2 separate regions of the Sus scrofa genome follow, and region 1 is linked to region 2. The links are chromatin contacts, called in public Hi-C maps. All regions are on one chromosome and are shown on one strand. Each heading gives the region's core, a stretch centred on a gene start, on an enhancer-like site or on the middle of the called end of the contact. The rest is flanking DNA. Distances are from core to core; before and after follow the strand shown. Region 1 holds the start of DENND5B (DENN domain-containing protein 5B). Region 2 holds the start of KIAA1551 (KIAA1551 ortholog).

Region 1 (4,280 bases), core at 1,465-3,964, 340 kb before region 2:
TTAGGCCACACGCAGGGCATATGGAGGTTCCCAGGATAGGGGTCAAATCGAACCTGTGTCCTCATGGATGCTAGTTGGGTTTGTTAACCACTGAGCCACGACAGGAACTCCAAAACACCAAGTATTATGAGAAGCAGAAAGCCCAAACAATCACCCACACATACTACTGCATAATAAGCCAGTTTGTATCTAAAAAATTGCATTAACATTTTTTTTTTACTGTTCAATTTTGTTAAAGCCATTTGCAGGATGTCTAAAGAGTCCCAGGCCACACCTACAAGTGTCATTTTAGTTTTACTAGGCATATAGACTTGAAATAAAGAAGGAAAAAACACAGGCTTTTTCTAGTCATCAGTCACCACTGACAGAAGGTCTCCAAGTGACCCTGTGCCACGAGAGCTTGGGGAAATGTTAGGGAAAAGGGGGATTCTACAAAAATAAAATAGTCCCTTCATCAATCCCAAAAGAGGAATCCCTCCAACGCCTCTGCAAACCTTTTTTTTGTTTTAACTTCATAGCACTTAACAAAGCCATTCTTAATATGTACATGAAATCTTAACTGAAAAAATAACATGATTATATAGTTACACATACAGGAAAACCTGGTACTCATTCCTCCTCTCCAAAAAAAAAAAATTTAAGTAAAACTAGACATAGTTTTGGTTGAAAATGTTTTGCTGTGAAACTAACAACATATTCACTTAGCTAAGGGGTGGACTGATGGGTATTGTACCTTAAGGCTGAACAGTTTTGTTTACTATTGTTTATTACTTAATACACTCTTTCCAGTACCCCCTCCAAAAAGAAAAGAAAAAAATAATAAGACACATTGGTGCACTCAAGAAGGAATGCTATGTCCAAAAGAAGCTGTTCTGAAAAGCTATGACCTAAGTGTTTAAACACTGACACAGATAAAGTTCAGGCGGTAGATGTCACTTGTCTCACCCGTTTAAAAAAAAAAAATCCAGATTCAGATCCCAAGAAGACAAGCAGAAAGAAACAGGCGTGAAAAATAAAATCAGTCCTTTCTCCCGCCTCCTCCCAACACTGCGCACTCACCCCCGCCCCCTCCACCACCATCCTTTAACCGCCTCTTTTCCCATCTCCGATCCCCAGCTCAGCCCTGCACTGCGCCATCAAAAGAGTCGAGAGGACCGACCTATGCCCCTCCAGGAAAGCCCAGGCAGCAACACACGGTGCACCCAACTGAGGGGAATTATATTCAACTACTTAAACTCGGAACAGTGTAAGCAGTATCAACAAGGCATCATGCCGGGTCCCAAGCGTCCAAAGATCGTCGACAGCTCCTGCGACACTGCCAAAACGACAGGATTCCAAAAGGTGACTCGACCGTCATCGCAGAACCCGAGGCGGCGCAGACCGGGAACAGTTAAGGATGAAATCCAACTAGCCTCCAGCCTGGCGCTCGCCCCGCGGGTCACTGCCGCCTGGGGGGACGCGGCCCCGCGGTCTCCCACGCCCCCTCTCCGAGGGGGCCCGGGCGCCGCGTCACGTGCCGGGGCTGAAACTTCGCAGCCGGGGCGGCGGGCGGCGCGGGGGGTGAGCCACGGGAGCGCAGCGAAGCCGGGAGTTCACGCGCCCGGTGATTCACCCGCTGCCTCCGCGAGCAGCTGCGGGCGAGGGGGCCGGCATGCTCGGCCCAGGCCGTGCCCTCGGAGCCGCCCCCTCCCCTGCCCCCGCGACTGTTATTAATAACCCCGCGCCCGCCAGGCGAAACCCTGGGCGGACGCCCGAGGGCTCAGCAGCGCACCCTGCACGCGGAATAAATAACAATGTCATTAAATCGCGGCCCCAGAACCCCGCCGGCCGGAGAGCAAGCGCCGCCGGGAGCTGACTTTGTCTGAAGCCCGTACCCCGCCTCCCGCGCGTCCTCGCAGCGTCCCCCGCGTCCCTGAGGAGTACACGGCGCCGCCGCAGCCCGGCCTTACCCGCCAGCTCGTCAGGCTCCAGCCCGCTGTCCGCGTCGATCCCGCACAGCACGAAGTAGTGCGCAAAGCGGCAGGCGGCCGGGGAGGAGCCCGAGCCCGGACCGGGCGCCGCGCCGCTGCCGCTCATCCCGGCGGCGCTGCTCCAGCCGCCGCCGCCGCCGCCGCCGCCGCCGCCGCCGCCGCAGCTCGGGAGGGCTAGCTGCTGAGGCTGCCGCTCCGGCTTCGGTCTCCGCGCGCCCGTCCTAGGGCGACCCGGGCGCGCCCATGGCGGCGCAGCCACTGCTCGTCACCGCAGCCTCGCTCCTCGCTCGGCGCCGGGAAAGCGGCCGCGAGCTCGCGCCCAATCCTTCGGGATCCCAGTGACGGGTGGGGGAGGGGCGCACAGGGGGAGTGTCGCCGGGAGAGGCCTGCGCCGCCGCAGCTGCTCTCGTAAGCTGGGAGCCGCGGCGTCTGGCGCCCGCGGGTCAGCTGAGCGGCACACGGGCTGTGGGAGCGCAGGGAGCGCTGGGGCGCGGAGGACCGGTGCGTGGGGCGGGGGCGCGGCGGGGAGGGCGCGCGCGAAAGGGGCGGGAGCGCGCGTTTCGGTCCTGTGTGCGCGCGCTCCCAGCGGGCTCGGAATTGAGCGCCGCGCGCGGGCGGGATTCGTGCCAGCCTGCCCAGGCTGCGGAGCTGGGGCGACCCCACACACGCGCCTCTCGGCCTCCGCCAGCCAACAAGAGGCTTAGCCTCAGAGCGGGATGCTACCTTAGCCCTCTAAATGGGATGCTACCTATCCTAATTAAAAAGAAAGAAATGCAGCTTTGGGAAAGGCTAACGGCCGCTCTGAAATCTTTTCCACAAAGGTCTGGACCATCAACATATTTTAAACTGTGACAAGTACAGATGGCTATCTCATTTTAAGATCCTAGTCCTTGGACTTCCCTTGTGGTGGAGCAGGTTAAGGATCCGATGTTGTCACTACTGCAGCTTGGGTTCTGCTGTGACGGTGGTTCCAACCCTGATCTGGAAATTTACTCATGCCTTGAGAGGCGGCCAAAAAAAAAAAAGAAAGAAAGAAAAAAAAATCCTAGTCCTTTAATCCTTCCCCCAGCTCTCAGCCCCATTCACAAGACATCTTTCCTCAATGAATTGGTGCCAACTCAGTGGGGCGGGGGCGGGGGGTAAACAACACAACTCAATATCTACAAAGATTTGAGACTTCTGAAAGGACTGCAATTGACAACTTCCCTTCCCTGACCCACTGTAATTTATCCAGACATTTTCCAGGTGAGTGTAAAGTTGCCAAGGCGCTCCAGTTCCCCAGCAGTGTTCTCGTTTGATTTTATCAGCTCTCCCTGCAGGTACAATCGGAGGCTGATAAGGCAACAGGAATTAGACCCTGAACTCTGCTCTTCACAAAGCTATTGCTTGCTTGCTTTTTTAAAAAAATTTAGGGTAAGTACCCAGGCTGGGGGTCTAATCAGAGCTTCAGCTGCTGTCTTCCGCCACAGCAATGCCCGTTCTGAGCCTCATACCTTCACGGCAATGCAGGATCCTTAACCCACTGATGGAGGCCAGGGATGTAACCTAGGTCCAATACTAGTTGGGTTCATAACCCGCTGAGTCACAACGGAAACCCTGGCTATGGCTTTCTTACCCTGCTCTTTCCTCTGACTTTCTCTTCTTCAGAAAGGGCTTGCCAACTAGTTATTACTCCTTTGAAAGGTGAAAAATTGAATCCATCCCATCTCCACATTGTCATCCCTTCCACAATTCTCCCTACTCTTTGAGGATTTGGATGGGGGGGTTGCGTGGTCTGAATCGTGACTACCACTGGTAGACACATAAAAAAACCCTCCAGGGTGGTGGACTAAGAGAATGAACCTCAATTATTTGAATAATGTTCTTCCTGGAAGATATGTATGCATACACACCATCATTTACTGTAGTCTGTACCCTCACTTTCTCTCTTTTCAAGTTTGAAATGAAAGAAAAATAAAACAATCAGAGTGAGCCACTGGCTGGGTAATTGACCATTAGCTCCTATTGCATCCTGAACTTTTCCTTCAAAACACTTTTAATGACTTTTTTCCTGTATCTATCTTCTTAGCTGGATTTTAAGCTCCACAGAGCAGGAGTCACGCTCTAAGATTCATCATATTTCTAGCATCTAGCAGAATACTGGTCCCACCTAGTCCCTCAGTTTATATTTATTGAATGAATGAAAGAAGGGTGGTTATCTAGGTAGTGACAAGCTGTTGATGCTACTAGGAAAATACGGAAACTCGAACATCTGTAACATATTTATGAACATATGCTAATTTGCTGTTGTTATACAGTTATTGCTTTTTC
Region 2 (4,160 bases), core at 863-3,362:
ATGTAAAGAATAGCAAGTCTAAGTCTAGGGAAAAGAACAAAAGGACCATAAAACTTACCAAGCATACCCTAACCCTAAGCCCCTATTGGACAAGGCCCGATTGATACAGGTGCTGGGCAAGGCCAACAGGGAGAAGGACTGATATCCAGGACCCACATTGGTACCCCTGTCTTTTTTCTTTCTTTTTTTTTTTTCCAGTTTCAAATCTTTATTTATGCTGCCTTTAGGGATATTCTTGGGAATCAGGAAGAAATTACTTTTTATTCATTTTTAAGTACCCAACTTTTAAGAGATAAAACGTCCTTAGAAAATTGGAGGATGGTAAATATAGAACTACCATAATGACCCAGCAATCCCACTCTGGGCAAAGCTTTCCTTGAAAAAGACATGTGCACGTGTATGTTCATTGCAGCCCTATTCACAATAGCCAAGACATGGAAACAACCTATATGTTCACTGACAGATGAACGGATTAAGATGATGTGAGATACATACATATATAATAGAATACTACTCAGCTGTAAAAAAGAACAAAATAATGCCATTTGCAACAGTGTGGATGGAACTAGAGACTCTCATACTTAGTAAAGTCAGAAAGAGAAAGACAAAAACCATTTGATATCACTTACATCTGGAATCTAGTATACAGCACAAAGGAACCTTTCCACAGAAAAGAAACTCATGACTTGGAGAACAGACTTATGGTTGCCAAGTGGGAGGGAGTGGGATGGACTGGGAATCTGGTGTTAATAGATGCAAACTATTGCATTTGGAATGGATAAACAAGGAGATCCTGCTGTATAGCCCTGGAAACTACATCTAGTCAGTTGTGATAGAGCATGATGGAGGATAACGTGAGAAAAAGAATGTATATACACACACACACACACACATATATATATATGTCTGACTGGGTGACTTTCTGTACAGTAGAAAATTGACAGAACACTTGTAAACCAACTATAATGGAAAAAAAATCATTAAAATAAATAAGTAAATTTATCAACAACAACAACAACAAAAGAAAATCAGAGGATGGTAACTCTTCCTCCCCTTCCCAGTGTCTGTGCTGGGAGCTGTCTGCCTTCCTGTAATGAAGACTTTTGTTTGCCTGTGTGTTCTCCAAGTTCATTCTTTGACTTCATGAATGAGAACCTGGATTCTAGTATCAGTAGTCTATTCTTCTTCTTTTTTTTTTTTTTTTTTGGTATTTTTGCCTTTTCTAGGGCCGCACCTGTGGCATATGGAGGTTCCAAGACTCCGGGTCTAATTGGAGCTGTAGCTGCCAGCCTACGCCAGAGCCACTGCAACTCGGGATCAGAGCCGTGTCTGCAGCCTACACCACAGCTCACAGCAACGCGCGATCCTTAACCCACTGAGCAAGGCCAGGGATTGAACCCAACCTTATGGTTCCTAGAGGATTCCTTAACCACTGAGCCACGACGGGAACTCCAGTGCTCTATTTCTTGAATGAGATCCAAGGGTACATCTTTTCCTGTTTGGACTTATAATTGACAATTTTTCCTATAATTTCCTATAATTTTTTCTATAATTAACATGGAGAGATACTTACTGCATGAGAGCTCCCTCTTCTGGCCTCCCAACTTCATTTTGGTGAGGTTTCCCTTCATTTTCACAACTTTCTCCTATCAAAATCCTCCTAGAAAAAGAGCCTATTACCTTTTTTTCAGAAGGGTCCTTTGCATTAATGGATGATCTCCCTTGTTAGAAACATACATTTTCAGCGCGGAGTTAGAATTACTGAATTGGCAGTTTTGCTGGTGATGCTCTTCAGTACCCTTTTAACAAGTCCTTCGCGAGATTCTAATGCAAGCTAAAGGCGGAGGGCCACTGCTGGAGAAGTTTTCTTCGTCAGATAACGTGAACATGTTTTGCAAGCTCGGGAGATGACTGGTGAGCCGGGATGGCCCGGACTCTACTTCATCTGAGTGGCACTAGGACCACAGCGCTGCGCGGGGGACCGGGTCTCTCAGCTGCCTTTGCGCACAGGGCGGAGTCCAGCTGTTCCGGGAGCCCGGCCTCCAGCTCGACACGCCCCTGGAGGCGGACCCGAGTTGACTTAAACTCCAGGGCCGCTCCGCAGACGCGTCCTCCCAGCTCGCTCTGGCTGGTTTATGCGCCCATCGGTAAGTGAGAGACCTGGTTCCCGGCCGCCACTCGTTCCTATTCTCTGGTCCTCGGCCGGGCGCGGGGCTCCGGGGGCCGAAGTGCCCAGGGGCGGGGGCTGGGCGCGCGGCGGGGAGCGCTTTTGTTCTGCGGCGGGGACTGGGTAGCAGTCGGGGCTGGTGGTGGCGGGGGAGACTTGGGCCTCGGCCCGCGGCTCGCGCGCCCCTCTGGCCACCGCCCAGAGCTCGGCTGGCCCGCCGGCCGCGGCCCGCTGCCCTCCCGCGGCGCGGGCGGCCTCGGAGCAGTAGAGGACGCCGAGCGCGACCGGGAGGGCGGCGCCTCGCCGGGTGTTTTCTGTGGATCACCTTACTCCTCATGGTAGAGGTAGCGGGTGGCGACCGCGAGGACGCATTTTCTTAAACTCCAAGATGATTGGTCAGGCTGGTGGATGTGAGAGTAGCTGATGTTTTTAATTGTTTCCTGTCTCCGGCTTGGAAAGAAATTTTTTGTTTTGTATGTGTTTCTCGAATGATCCTTTACTCCCCGCCCCCCATTATCCTGAACCTCCTAAAACTGAATTGCTCAGGTTACGTCTCCAAGTGGCCCGCGAACGCGATTATGCCGGGGATGCTTTCTGCTCCTGAGGAAGTTAGTTCCTCGAGGCATTTTTAAATGCATAAATGCGCACGGATTTTAAATGTTCTCCAGGGACTGGAATTGCCGAAGCAGATGTCCTTAGGGACCCGAGTTCAGCAGCAGGCTTTCAGGGAATCGTTTCAGTGAAAACAATTTATTTGTAATACTCTAAGTGCCTACTTTCGAAATAAAGAAACTTGCAGGTGATGTGAATGAGCCTGCGTGCATTTTAATAGGCGGGTCGCAGGGCTTGTTTGCGGATTTTCCCTGATTCACCTGTTCATTGTAAATCAATTGAAGTTTTATTGGATGTGAACATTTATGAATTAGTTACTTTTTGTTTTTGGGTTTTTTTCCCAGTGCGGCCGGATTCTCATTTACTAATCCAATGAAGAAAAGTGTTTTAGAATAAATAATAGGATAATAATGGGCCAGGAGGAGCGCACATAAATTCTCACTTAAAAAGTGAAGGTATTTTAGGGCAGACCTGGTTTCTTTGTTACTTTACCCTTTTAGAAAAAAAATCAGTAAACTTAGTGTGCTTTTGGTACAGCTTTAAGGAACACAGTTTTGCACAGTACTGTCCCATCGCTAATAAAAATACACGGTAAAACTTTTAGCGTGTATTTTTTATTGTAAGTTTAAGTGAGTTTTATATAAATAAAGTGTAAGTTTTATATTAAACTACAGTTATATAAAATGTTTCTTGCTGTCCCTAGGACCAAAGAAGTAAACACTGTATGCAGGTACTGACATGTTTGGAAGGAAATGGGAATATACAAAATAATGAAGGAGTAACTATTTAAAGGTAAGTGTGCCATCTCTGAGAAGTTTATTCTAATGTATCTGTTATGAAACAAAATTATTAATTAAATTGGATCAGCATTGGTTAAATGTTCAATTACAGGATACAGTGAGTTTCACAAAGCTTGAGAAGTAATGTTGGCGTAGCAGGGGGGAATTGTTGATCTTTACAAGATAAGGAATGGGAGATGATGATGAGGTGGTTGGTCTAAGTTACTGAGGAAGAGGTTTGCTTAAGATTGTTTTCTATGTGGTCTGCTGCTTATTTTATTTTTTAAATTGTTTGTGGCACATTGGGTTGAGGGAAGGCAGCACAGAGCACATCTCTGGGAGAAGAGAACCATTACATAAAATACCAGTTTCCGTTGTGGGGCAGCGGAAACAATCTGACTAGGAATTAGGAGGTTGTGGATTCAATCCCTGGCCTCACTCAGTGGATTGAAGATCCAGCATTGCCTTGAGCTGTGGTGTAGGTCTCAGATGCAGGGGCTCAGATCCTGTGTTGCTCTGGTTGGTGTAGGTTGGCAGCTGCAGCTCCAATTAGACCCCTAGCCTGGGAACCTCCATATGCCCTGGGTGGGCCCTAAAGAGAC

Evidence for each region. A called contact is a pair of places that touch in the nucleus more often than the background predicts.
Region 1: a contact with region 2 is called in a Hi-C map of skeletal muscle, with 2.6 times the contacts expected there. The contact joins the promoter of DENND5B here to the promoter of KIAA1551 in region 2. A contact is called at or near these places in 2 of 47 Hi-C or Micro-C datasets (heart right ventricle and skeletal muscle).

The regions. Positions count from the first base shown.
Region 1 is chr5:42,641,110-42,645,389 of Sscrofa11.1, reverse strand. DENND5B (DENN domain-containing protein 5B) reads right to left here and starts at 2,714. Exons shown (of 24, transcript XM_021092091.1): 1 at 1,950-2,714. The coding sequence starts at 2,076.
Region 2 is chr5:42,297,444-42,301,603 of Sscrofa11.1, reverse strand. It overlaps KIAA1551 (KIAA1551 ortholog), which reads left to right and starts at 2,112. Exons shown (of 6, transcript NM_001243821.1): 1 at 2,112-2,147; 2 at 3,483-3,571. LOC100511509 (a long non-coding RNA gene) reads right to left here and starts at 1,975. Exons shown (of 3, transcript XR_001308761.2): 1 at 1,574-1,975.